Linked DNA regions of Mus musculus: regions 1 and 3 are each linked to region 2. The links are chromatin contacts, called in public HiChIP or PLAC-seq and promoter capture Hi-C maps. All regions are on one chromosome and are shown on one strand. Each heading gives the region's core, a stretch centred on a gene start, on an enhancer-like site or on the middle of the called end of the contact. The rest is flanking DNA. Distances are from core to core; before and after follow the strand shown.

Evidence for each region. Promoter capture Hi-C pulls out the DNA fragments that hold promoters and counts their contacts. HiChIP or PLAC-seq counts read pairs in DNA pulled down with a chosen protein or histone mark.
Region 1: a promoter capture Hi-C map of stem cell-derived epiblast-like cells shows a contact between it and region 2, with 2.9 times the contacts expected there. The contact joins the enhancer-like site here to the promoter of Fam185a in region 2. A contact is called at or near these places in 12 of 39 promoter capture datasets (the 3T3-L1 cell line, 3T3-L1-derived adipocytes, the C10 cell line and 6 more), 1 of 15 datasets of contacts at CTCF or cohesin (large pre-B cells), 10 of 484 Hi-C or Micro-C datasets (adipose-derived mesenchymal stem cells, cardiomyocytes, cerebellar granule neurons and 6 more), 6 of 115 datasets of contacts at active chromatin or transcription factors (the 230-238 cell line, astrocytes, bone marrow-derived macrophages and 3 more) and 3 of 9 other capture datasets (adipose tissue, liver and pancreatic islet).
Region 3: an H3K4me3 HiChIP or PLAC-seq map of bone marrow-derived macrophages shows a contact between it and region 2, with 4 times the contacts expected there. The contact joins the enhancer-like site here to the promoter of Fam185a in region 2. A contact is called at or near these places in 5 of 39 promoter capture datasets (the 3T3-L1 cell line, hippocampal neurons, liver and 1 more) and 1 of 115 datasets of contacts at active chromatin or transcription factors (bone marrow-derived macrophages).

What each region holds. Positions count from the first base shown.
Region 1 is chr5:20,912,088-20,915,120 of GRCm38.p6, forward strand. The region is part of intron 3 of Rsbn1l (round spermatid basic protein 1-like); the gene reads right to left. Among named protein-coding and RNA genes, the nearest start is that of Tmem60, 31 kb to the left of the region's middle. Within about 2 kb of position 1,759, at least 20 of the 459 cell types and tissues checked have an H3K27ac peak or open chromatin away from gene starts, as enhancers often do. A contact at or near this core is called in embryonic fibroblasts, pancreatic cancer cells and stem cell-derived epiblast-like cells, where this site is marked.
Region 2 is chr5:21,423,525-21,426,311 of GRCm38.p6, forward strand. Fam185a (family with sequence similarity 185, member A) reads left to right here and starts at 1,379. Exons shown (of 8, transcript NM_177869.4): 1 at 1,379-2,052. The coding sequence starts at 1,644. It overlaps Ccdc146 (coiled-coil domain containing 146), which reads right to left and starts at 1,153. Exons shown (of 19, transcript NM_029195.1): 1 at 1,041-1,153.
Region 3 is chr5:21,766,924-21,770,050 of GRCm38.p6, forward strand. It overlaps Dnajc2 (DnaJ heat shock protein family (Hsp40) member C2), which reads right to left. Exons shown (of 17, transcript NM_009584.4): 8 at 1,723-1,814; 9 at 1,514-1,635. Among named protein-coding and RNA genes, the nearest start is that of Dnajc2, 17 kb to the right of the region's middle. Within about 2 kb of position 1,783, at least 8 of the 459 cell types and tissues checked have an H3K27ac peak or open chromatin away from gene starts, as enhancers often do. A contact at or near this core is called in bone marrow-derived macrophages, where this site is marked.

The sequences.
Region 1 (3,033 bases), core at 509-3,008, 510 kb before region 2:
CTCTATATTTGGGCAGGGGGTAGATAGATCTCAAAAAAAGCATAAAGACAAGAATGATACACATAGTCATATTTGCAAAAATCTGTATTTACACGGTGCCATTTCGAAGACATATAACATGAACAGATAAAAAATGATGAGCACTTTTTTACTTTTATTAATCTATATGAATACACTGTTGCTATCTTCAGACACACCAGAAGACGGCATCAGATTCCATTTCAGATAGTTGTGAGCCACCATGTGGTTGCTGGGAATTGAACTCAGGACCTCTAGAAGAGTGGTCAGTGCTCTTATCTGCTGAGCCATCTCTCCAGCCTAATGCTGGGCATCTTAACTCATTTAAAAATACAAATGAAATGCAGGACGAAACTCAGCTGGTAGAGTGTCTAGCATGCAAATATGCAAACCTCCCAGTTCAGGCCCCACCCGACCATGCTCAATCTAACTCTCCCCTGAAGTCTCCCTCTAAAAAGCTAAGATTATCAATGCTGCCCTTTTACTTCCCTCCTATATTGTTTCTAAAAAAGACTAACAAAATATCTGAAATATTAGATAAATAAAAGGAATTACTTACACTTGAACTACAAAGCTATTAATCTCTGCTCATACAGTCTTTAGGTAAAAGAGCAACCCCTGTAACACCTGCACGACACATAACAAAACTGCACCTGCTGTAAAAGGAGATCAGGAACAGAGAGCTCCTAAGACTCAAGGCTGTTTGTGTTGCATAGAAAGATCACTCCAACAGGAGGGCAAAACGATGAGGGTTTAGAACATGAAAAATAGCTTACAAGAGACAACCTGTTATTTCCCAAAGTATATTCCTTGAAACTACATTTCTATAATCAAGTAATTTTAGAAAAACCTTTCTGCATTAGAGGTTCCCATGTATGCTCATAGCAAATAAACCGTATTTGGTCTAGGAATGCAAAAAGTATTTTTTATTTCAAAATCTGTTTATCTGTAGTTGTTTCGGTGCCCCTATCAACACCCCAAGACATTAAAAGTTCTTCTGAATAGTAATCCATAAAGACACACACATTTAAACTTGTCTATCAGCTCAATTTAGAGTAAACAGACGTATAGGTTAAATGCTGGATCTTCAGGCCAGCAGAGTACGGCAGAGGACCTTGTGTCTCAGTAATGCTCTGTTGAGGGAATAGTGCCTTACTTTCAGTAAGTGGGTTGCTCATCACATTACTTTAGTGTGTGTATGTCTGTGGGAAGGGAAGGGGAATTTGGGGCAGGGATTAGAATATATGTAAATATGCCAAGGTACATACAAGCATGCACCGTGGAGTCACAGGACAACCCATGGGAGCTGACTCTCCTTGAAACATGTAGGTAGGTGCCAGGGATCAAGCTTTGCATGCCTTCCTATGGTGGTTTGAATATGTTTGACCCAGGGAGTGGCACTACTGGGAAGTATGGCCTTGGTGGAGGAAGTCTGTCACTGTGGGAGTGGGCACTGAGACCCTCCTACTAGCTGCCCCAAGACAGTCTTCTGTTTGCCTTGTAGAACTCTCAGCTCCTCCAGCACCATGCCTGCCTGGACACTGGCATGCTTTCCTCCAGGATAATAAATAATGGACTGAACCTCAGAGCCAGTAGCCAGCTTCAATTCAATGTTGTCCTTTATAAGAGTTGCCTTGCTCACGGTGTCTCTTTACAGCAATAGAACCCTAACTAAGACGCTTTACCTGCTATCTCCCTGGTCATCACATTCTTACTGATGCAATCTAACCTCCATGGACATAAAGGAAAGTGCCACAAGGGGGAGCCATTCCATGCCATATTTAGCACATACTTTCAAACAGAAGAATGGTAACGAATGATAGAAAAGTGGCGGAGGGAGGAGGGGTCTACCTCAGTCATAATCATTCTTTACCTGTCACAGAAGCTGGACTTTTCAATCTGGCCAGACTGGCTTGCTAACTGCTCAGGATCCTCCTGTCTCCGCGCCCGTCCCCAGGACTACAATTACAGGAGTGTGCTGCCACCATGGTTGCGAGAGACAGAGCTCAGGTCCTCACGCTTACACAGCAAGCGCCTTAAGGCCTAAGACAGCTCCTCAGCCACTTTATTCATTATATTTTTAAAATAGCCATAAGTTCAATAAAATTCACTTTTTAATTAATGACAGAAAAATATACTTTCCCAATTACAGCCTCTGATACCTGCCTCTAATAGATTAGATATGTGCAAGCACTTTATTTTATATATATGAGTGCTCTATCTGCATATACACCCCCATGCTAGAAGAGAGCATCAGATCACATTATAGGTGATTAGAAGCCACCATGTGATTGCTGGGAATTGAACTTGGGACCTCTGGAAAAGCAGCCAGAAGTCTTAACTGCTGAGCCATCATCTCTCCAGCCCCATGCAAGTTCTTCTTAACCCTAGCCAACTGTAACGTTCTCTCTGACTGACCCTTACCACATTCCTTGTCCAGTATTCTTACCACTGCTCACCACCATTCTTTCTACACTCAGCTTCTGAGAATAACTTTTTAGGTTCCAGGCAAGAGGCCTGTGGGGCCGATCTGCCTGACTTATTTCACTGAATGTAATGCTTTAGTAAATGACAGACTTCATTTATAGCACGTCTGTATTTCTCTATCCTTTCTCAGCTATCGTAAACAATGCTAGAATACAGATCAGTGCAGAGACTTACCACACTCTCCTTCAGATATACCGCCTGAGCTGTGGGGCCACAGGACCACACGAGGTGAAAACAAGGGCTTCACTTTGACATACTTAAGGAATTCCATACCACAGTTTAACTAATGGCACTGCTAATAACGTTTTCCCCAATAGTACATAAGGATTTTCTTTACTCTGTCTTCAATAGTACTTGTTGCCTTTTGTTTTATAATAGCCATTATTGTACTTTTTAAGGTTTAAAAGAAAAACACATACTTTTAAGTTACGTTTACATATTTACTTGAAGGTGGAAGAGGAATATGCCCCACAGCATGCATGTGGCAGTCCAGGGCCAACACTTCTCTCCTTTGCTTCATGTTTTTGA
Region 2 (2,787 bases), core at 129-2,628:
CTGGACTTGCAATTAGTTAAATCTGTATGTAAGGAATTTAGGGAATTATTTGTAGAATGGGGAGAAGAATAGGCAAATATGGCTGAAATAATGTCCACACCCCCCATTTCCCATTATCTTTACTGCCTACTGAATAATAAAAAAAAGAGTTAACTTATAGAGTTATTTAGCACAGTCTGTCTTATATCAAAACTGAAGAAACATTTCTTGTGCCATAGATAATACAACAGGACCAGGAAAAAATTCTGACATCCCCTAACAAGTCTTATGATCCAGAGAGAGAGAGAGAGAGAGAGAGAGAGAGAGAGAGAGAGAGAGAGATTTTATTTTACCATTAAGGCCAAGGACCAGTTGCAGGGAAAGAGATCAAGACTGTCCTCTAACCAAGTTCAAATGTCTCCAAATCTCTTAGCAACGTAGACATATGCCATTCCTAAAATACTTTGTTTTGTATACTGTGCACTGCTTTGTTGTCCATTGTTTCATTTGATAAATGTGGTAAAAACGAAAAAAAAAACTTCTACACAAGACAAGGAAGATAGTGTCATCATTTTATAAGCAAATAGTAAAACCCAAAGGCATCCAATGACTGGCCTAAGATTACTACTTACAGTTAAGAAAGAGCCAGAATTCTAACACTTTTTCTTTTCCTTTTTTTTCTTTTTTCTTTTTCGAGACAGGGTTTCTCTGTATAGCCCAGGCTGTCCTGGAACTCACTCTGTAGACCAGGCTGGCCTCGAACTCAGAAATCCACCTGCCTCTGTCTCCTGAGTGCTGGGACTAAAGGCGTGCGCCACCATACCTGGCTTCTAACACTTTTTCTATCTAGTATTTTTTACCTAAGTGGGAGTTCCCTTAAAGGACAGAGAAGGGAGAAAGCAACAGAACGTGTCTGTCCTCTCATGCTAAGGTCTCTTGTGAGGGGGATTCTCTATTCCCAGGGAATCCACATTAGTTTGGTGACCTTTGGTTCTAACTACCTAAAGAAAGTATTCCTAACTTTGAATCTGATTCCCATCTATAAACATGCTGTTTCTTACCCTTTCTTTTGGTCCTGATCCTTGTTTAAACTCTTATTTTTCTCCGTGTGTTTTGGTCCCTGGGGTCTCACTTCAAAACTTCACCCTCTCCTAAGAGTCGCGTCCTTGGTATCCAAAGTAACCACAGCTGAGTTTATCCCGTCCCTTCTACTCTTCCTATTGGTCAGTTACATTAACTTTTTTTCTTTCTCTGCTCTCTTGGCCAATGGGCTTGAAGCAACGGGAAAGCAACGAGGGGGGAGCGGGGGCTCCTCTACCAATCGGCTGTCAGTCTGTGTATTCAGCGCACTGTCTCCTGGGATATGTAGTTTCACAGTTACCAGAACACCTTGATGTTTGGCTCCTTTAAAACTACATATCCCGATGGCCTCCGCCAAAGGGGCGGAAATAGGTGACTTGTCCAGGTCAGGGTTTCAACTAGGCTCTTTGAAGTTTTAACTTTCCTACCGGGATTTAAGGCGTTAAGTACTGTGCTGGGGGCCTGGCTCGTTCTTCCTTGGCGGAGCCGTGCATGCTGTCCCCTTCGTGACTGACCCGAGGCAGCTCGTGGTTCTTGTGGTCCCGGGACCAGCGAGCCAAGGCTGAAGCGTTCCAAGGGAGAGCATGTTCGGCCGCCTCCCTCCTTGCGCGTCCCGAGTGCGGGCGGGCGCCTTGGTCGGAGCTCTCGGGGCTCGGACTTGCGGCTCCAGTGGGGCGCAGCGGCAGGGATCAGCGCCCGATGACTCTGGGGCCGGCCTGGCGCGTGGGGCTCTGAGGGAGTGGACGCTGCAGGTGAGCCCGTTTGGGCGACTGAGGGCGCGGCTCCCTTGCCACCTGGCCGTGAGGCCCCTGGATCCCCTTGCGCACCCGGATGGCGACCGCGTGCAGGTGGCGGTGTGCGGCGTGGAGCACGTGGCGCGCGGCCTGGACAGCCTGCAGGTCAAGTATGATGCTGATCGGCAGGAGATGGCCATTCTGTCGGACGACATCGACCCCCAGGCGTCGGTGGAGGTGAACGCGCCCGTCAAATTTGGCAAGTGAAGTGAAAAAGGGTTTGGGTCACAAAACTAATAGTGTTTAAGCGTTGGGTTTCCAATTAAGGAGGAAAATTAAAGCCGAGTGGAAGCTTGTATTGGAATAATCTGAGTCTAATTACATTGTGGAGCCATTAGCATCACAGTCATTAGCATCGTTCAGGGTTGAGGTTTCTTGATAACTATCCAGTGGTTTGGTAGCCCACATCTCGGGGCTCTGGTCCCTCGTCAGCTCTATGTATAGATGCTTCCAGCTAATCTAGAAAAACAAAAACAAAAACAAACGAACAAAAAACCTTGCTTTCCAACAGGTACCCAGGTTGGTAGATGTCTATTCATTTAGGCATAAGTAAATTCTCTGCGAATACAAACTTTGAAGCAAGACACATAGTTAAGACTGTCTGGGGAAATTCATAATAGTACCTGCAAAACGTATTTCTTAGGCATCTGAGTCCCGTTATTTTATTTCCCAGATGCAAACCGCTGAGCACACATACTTTTCTAGAAAGGGTTCTGGGGCTCTCATTCTTCCTGGAACTGAAGGATGGTGTTGCTGATGATAGCAATAGCACCGTTTACCTCTTCTAAAATTATTTTATATTAACCCTCACAGTTGCTCGGTAGGGTGGATGCTTTTGTCACCGTTTCAGATGAGGACATTGAAGTAAAGGAAGTATAAGATACATACTGTGACTGAACAAACAAAGGCCCCGTGCGTGGTGACATTATGAAAT
Region 3 (3,127 bases), core at 533-3,032, 340 kb after region 2:
AGGCATTTTCTCAATTAGTGATCAAGGGGGAAAGGCTCCTTGTGGGTGGGACCATCTCTGGGCTGGTAGTCTTGGTTCTATAAGAAAGCAGCTGAGCAAGCCAGGGGAAGCAAGCCAGTGAGTAACATCCCTCCATGGCCTCTGCTTCCTGACCTGCTTGAGTTCCAGTCCTGACTTCTTTCAGTGATGAACAGCAATGTGGAAATGTAAGCTGAATAAACCCTTTCCTCCCCAATTTGCTTCTTGGTCATGATGTTTGTACAGGAATAGAAACCCTGACTAAGACAGTGGTAAATAAAGGTAAGGAGAGCCGACAAAATTCTACAAATTATAAAATTTTACTTATTATAAAATATAAAAGCCAGGCGGTAGTGGCACATGCCTTTAATCCCAGCACTTGGGAGGCAGAGGCAGGTGGATTTCTGAGTTCGAGGCCAGCCTGGTCTACAAAGTGAGTTCCAGGACAGCCAGGGCTATACAGAGAAACCCTGTCTTGGAAAAAGAAAGAAGAAAGAAAAGAAAGAAAGAAAAGAAAGAAAAGGAAAGGGAAAGGAAAGGGAAAGGAAAGGGAAAGGAAAGGGAAAGGAAAGGGAAAGGAAAGGGAAAGGAAAGGGAAAGGAAAGGAAAGGAAAGGAAAGGAAAGGAAAGGAAGGGAAAGGAAAGGAAAGGAAGAAAGAAAGGAAGGAAGGAAGGAAGGAAATATAAAACAGGCAGTTAAAAAATAAAGCAAGGGCCAGAGAGATGGCTCAGCAGTTAAGAGCACACTCGAGAACCCAAGATTGGTTCCCAGTACCCAAGCCTTAATTCCATCTTCAGGGCATCTAATGTCCTCTCCTCCTTCATCAGGCATGGGTACACATGTAGCATATAGCACAGACATTCACGCAGAAACACAAGTTAAAATAAAAATAAATCTGACTAAAAATAAGTAAGTCTGGGTGTAGTGGGCACAACTTTAGTCCAAACACTGCAGAGGCAGAGGCAGAGGCGCAGAGATACAGAGGCACAGAGAGGTGCAGAGAGGCAGAGGCAGGCAGATCTTCCAAGGCCAGCCTGGTCTATACAGTGAGTTCCAGAGCAGCCAAGGCTATATAGTTGAGACCCTGCCTCAGATAAAGCAAAACAACTTAAGAAATAAAAGAAAGTTGAAGGATTTTTGAATGATGTATTTTGTTTGTTTAGTAAGGAACTGTTGTAAGACACCTAGTCAATTTGTTAAGATTCACTCACAAGCCAGGCATAAGTGGCTCATGCCTGGAATTCAAAGTGAGACCCTGTTTCAAAATGTCAGAAATAGGTTTGGTGTGGTAGCAGAGGCAGGCAGATTTCAGTGGGATCAAGGCCAGCCTAGTGAGTTCCAGGCCAGGGCTACATAGTGAGAGCCCATCTCAAAACAAACAAGTAACAACCATATCAAACCTTAAAAGCCATCGCTCAGAGTGGTACTCAATTCCGTTTCTAATTACTCCACCTTCAGGACTGAAGCCTTTTGCAGCCCTCCATGTAGCCTTACCTTTTCTTTGGCTTCCTGCTCCTTCCGCCTGGCCTCTGCTTTTGCTTTCTTTTCTGCTTCTTTCTTGGCCTTTTCTTCTTCCTTAAATTTTTTTATCCTTGGGTCACAACTGTAAGCATTATCTACCCAAAAAATATGGTAATCTTGTCAATGTCTAACATTCAAAGAACGTAAAAAATTTTTGTGAAAACCCCATTAACTCTACTTACCAACTAATGTTCTTATTCTGTTCATCTCTTCCTTTTTCCTTTGTGCCCTCGTGGCTCTGTTCTGCTTTTCAATCCACTTCCTCTCATCACGGCTGTAAGACAGAAAAAGTCAATACCAAGCAAGCACTACAGATGACTGGAAAACAACACTTTATAAATTCAGTGCAAGTGTCCTAACAATGAAGCCGCTATCCCTCATTCCTGTTATTTAAAGGGTGGTTTCATTTAGTATTAATTTTCATTGCTTTTCTTGATATTTATGTAAAAAGAATTTCCCTACACATTAATAAAGAAACTAAAACTAGCTTTGGCAACCAAGAGAAGACCTTATGGAGCCGAACTATTTTGACACTATTTTCCTTGACAATTTCTTAGGTGTATACTAACCTACTTGGCCCCACCTAGGCTTATATACTGGGGCTCAGAGAGAAGGCTCAGAAACTGAAGCATTGCTGTTCTTCCAGAGGACCCAACTTAGGTGCCCAACGCTCACACTGGCAGCTTAGAACTGCATGCAACTCTAGTTCCAAGTTCTAGTTCTAGTTCTGTGCTGGGCTTTTGAGGCACCAGGCATGCATGTTGTGTATATCCATACATGAAGGTTCTCATAAACATACATCCAACCAACCAACCAACAAACAAACAAACCCCTATTACCAAAATGTGCTTACTGGGATGACAGTGGCCATGATTCAGTTGTGGGGTAACCACCCACTTTATGATTTGGATTTGAGGTCTACTCTGGAGCATGGAGTTCATGACTGATAATCTAAACTTGGTCAAAACCTCATGGATAGAAAGGTTATAGGCCATAGTGGGGAATCAACTATTACTGTTTTGCTAAACGAAAATGTTGTCAAGTTGCCGTCCAAGTATTGTATTTATATCCGTAGGCTGTGCAGCTCTCTCTAAGTCAGGAGGTGGTTAATGCAGACTCCTAACTTGTCGATGTGCTGAGGGTAGCTGACTGGAGCATTAGAGTATGGCCCTCACTCCCTGACACCCAAGGGTTCAGGAACATCACAGAATGGAAGAAGACAGACTATGGCAGCTGCAGGATGTGCAGGGGTGCTGTGAAATGTCTTCTGAACACGCTGGGGCCCCTGCAGTCGTGAATGCACAGAGCTGTGGCAAGATTAAGCCTGTCCAGAGCCCTCATGGGTGGAGGAGGAGAGTGTGAGGGCCACTCATTCTAACTGAGACGCTACTGGCAGGTAAAAGTTGCTGGGGGGAGGGGAGTAATTTTTCTCAGTAGTGTAGCCATGAGTAAGGTGCTCACAATCCAGCAAATAACTACACGTAAGCAAGCACATGCTGGTGAAAGAAGGAAGGGCAGAAAGACAGGAGCATGTGTGGCAGGAAGGTTTCCAGAGGAGTGGGAGGAGGCGAGACGGTGAACATGATC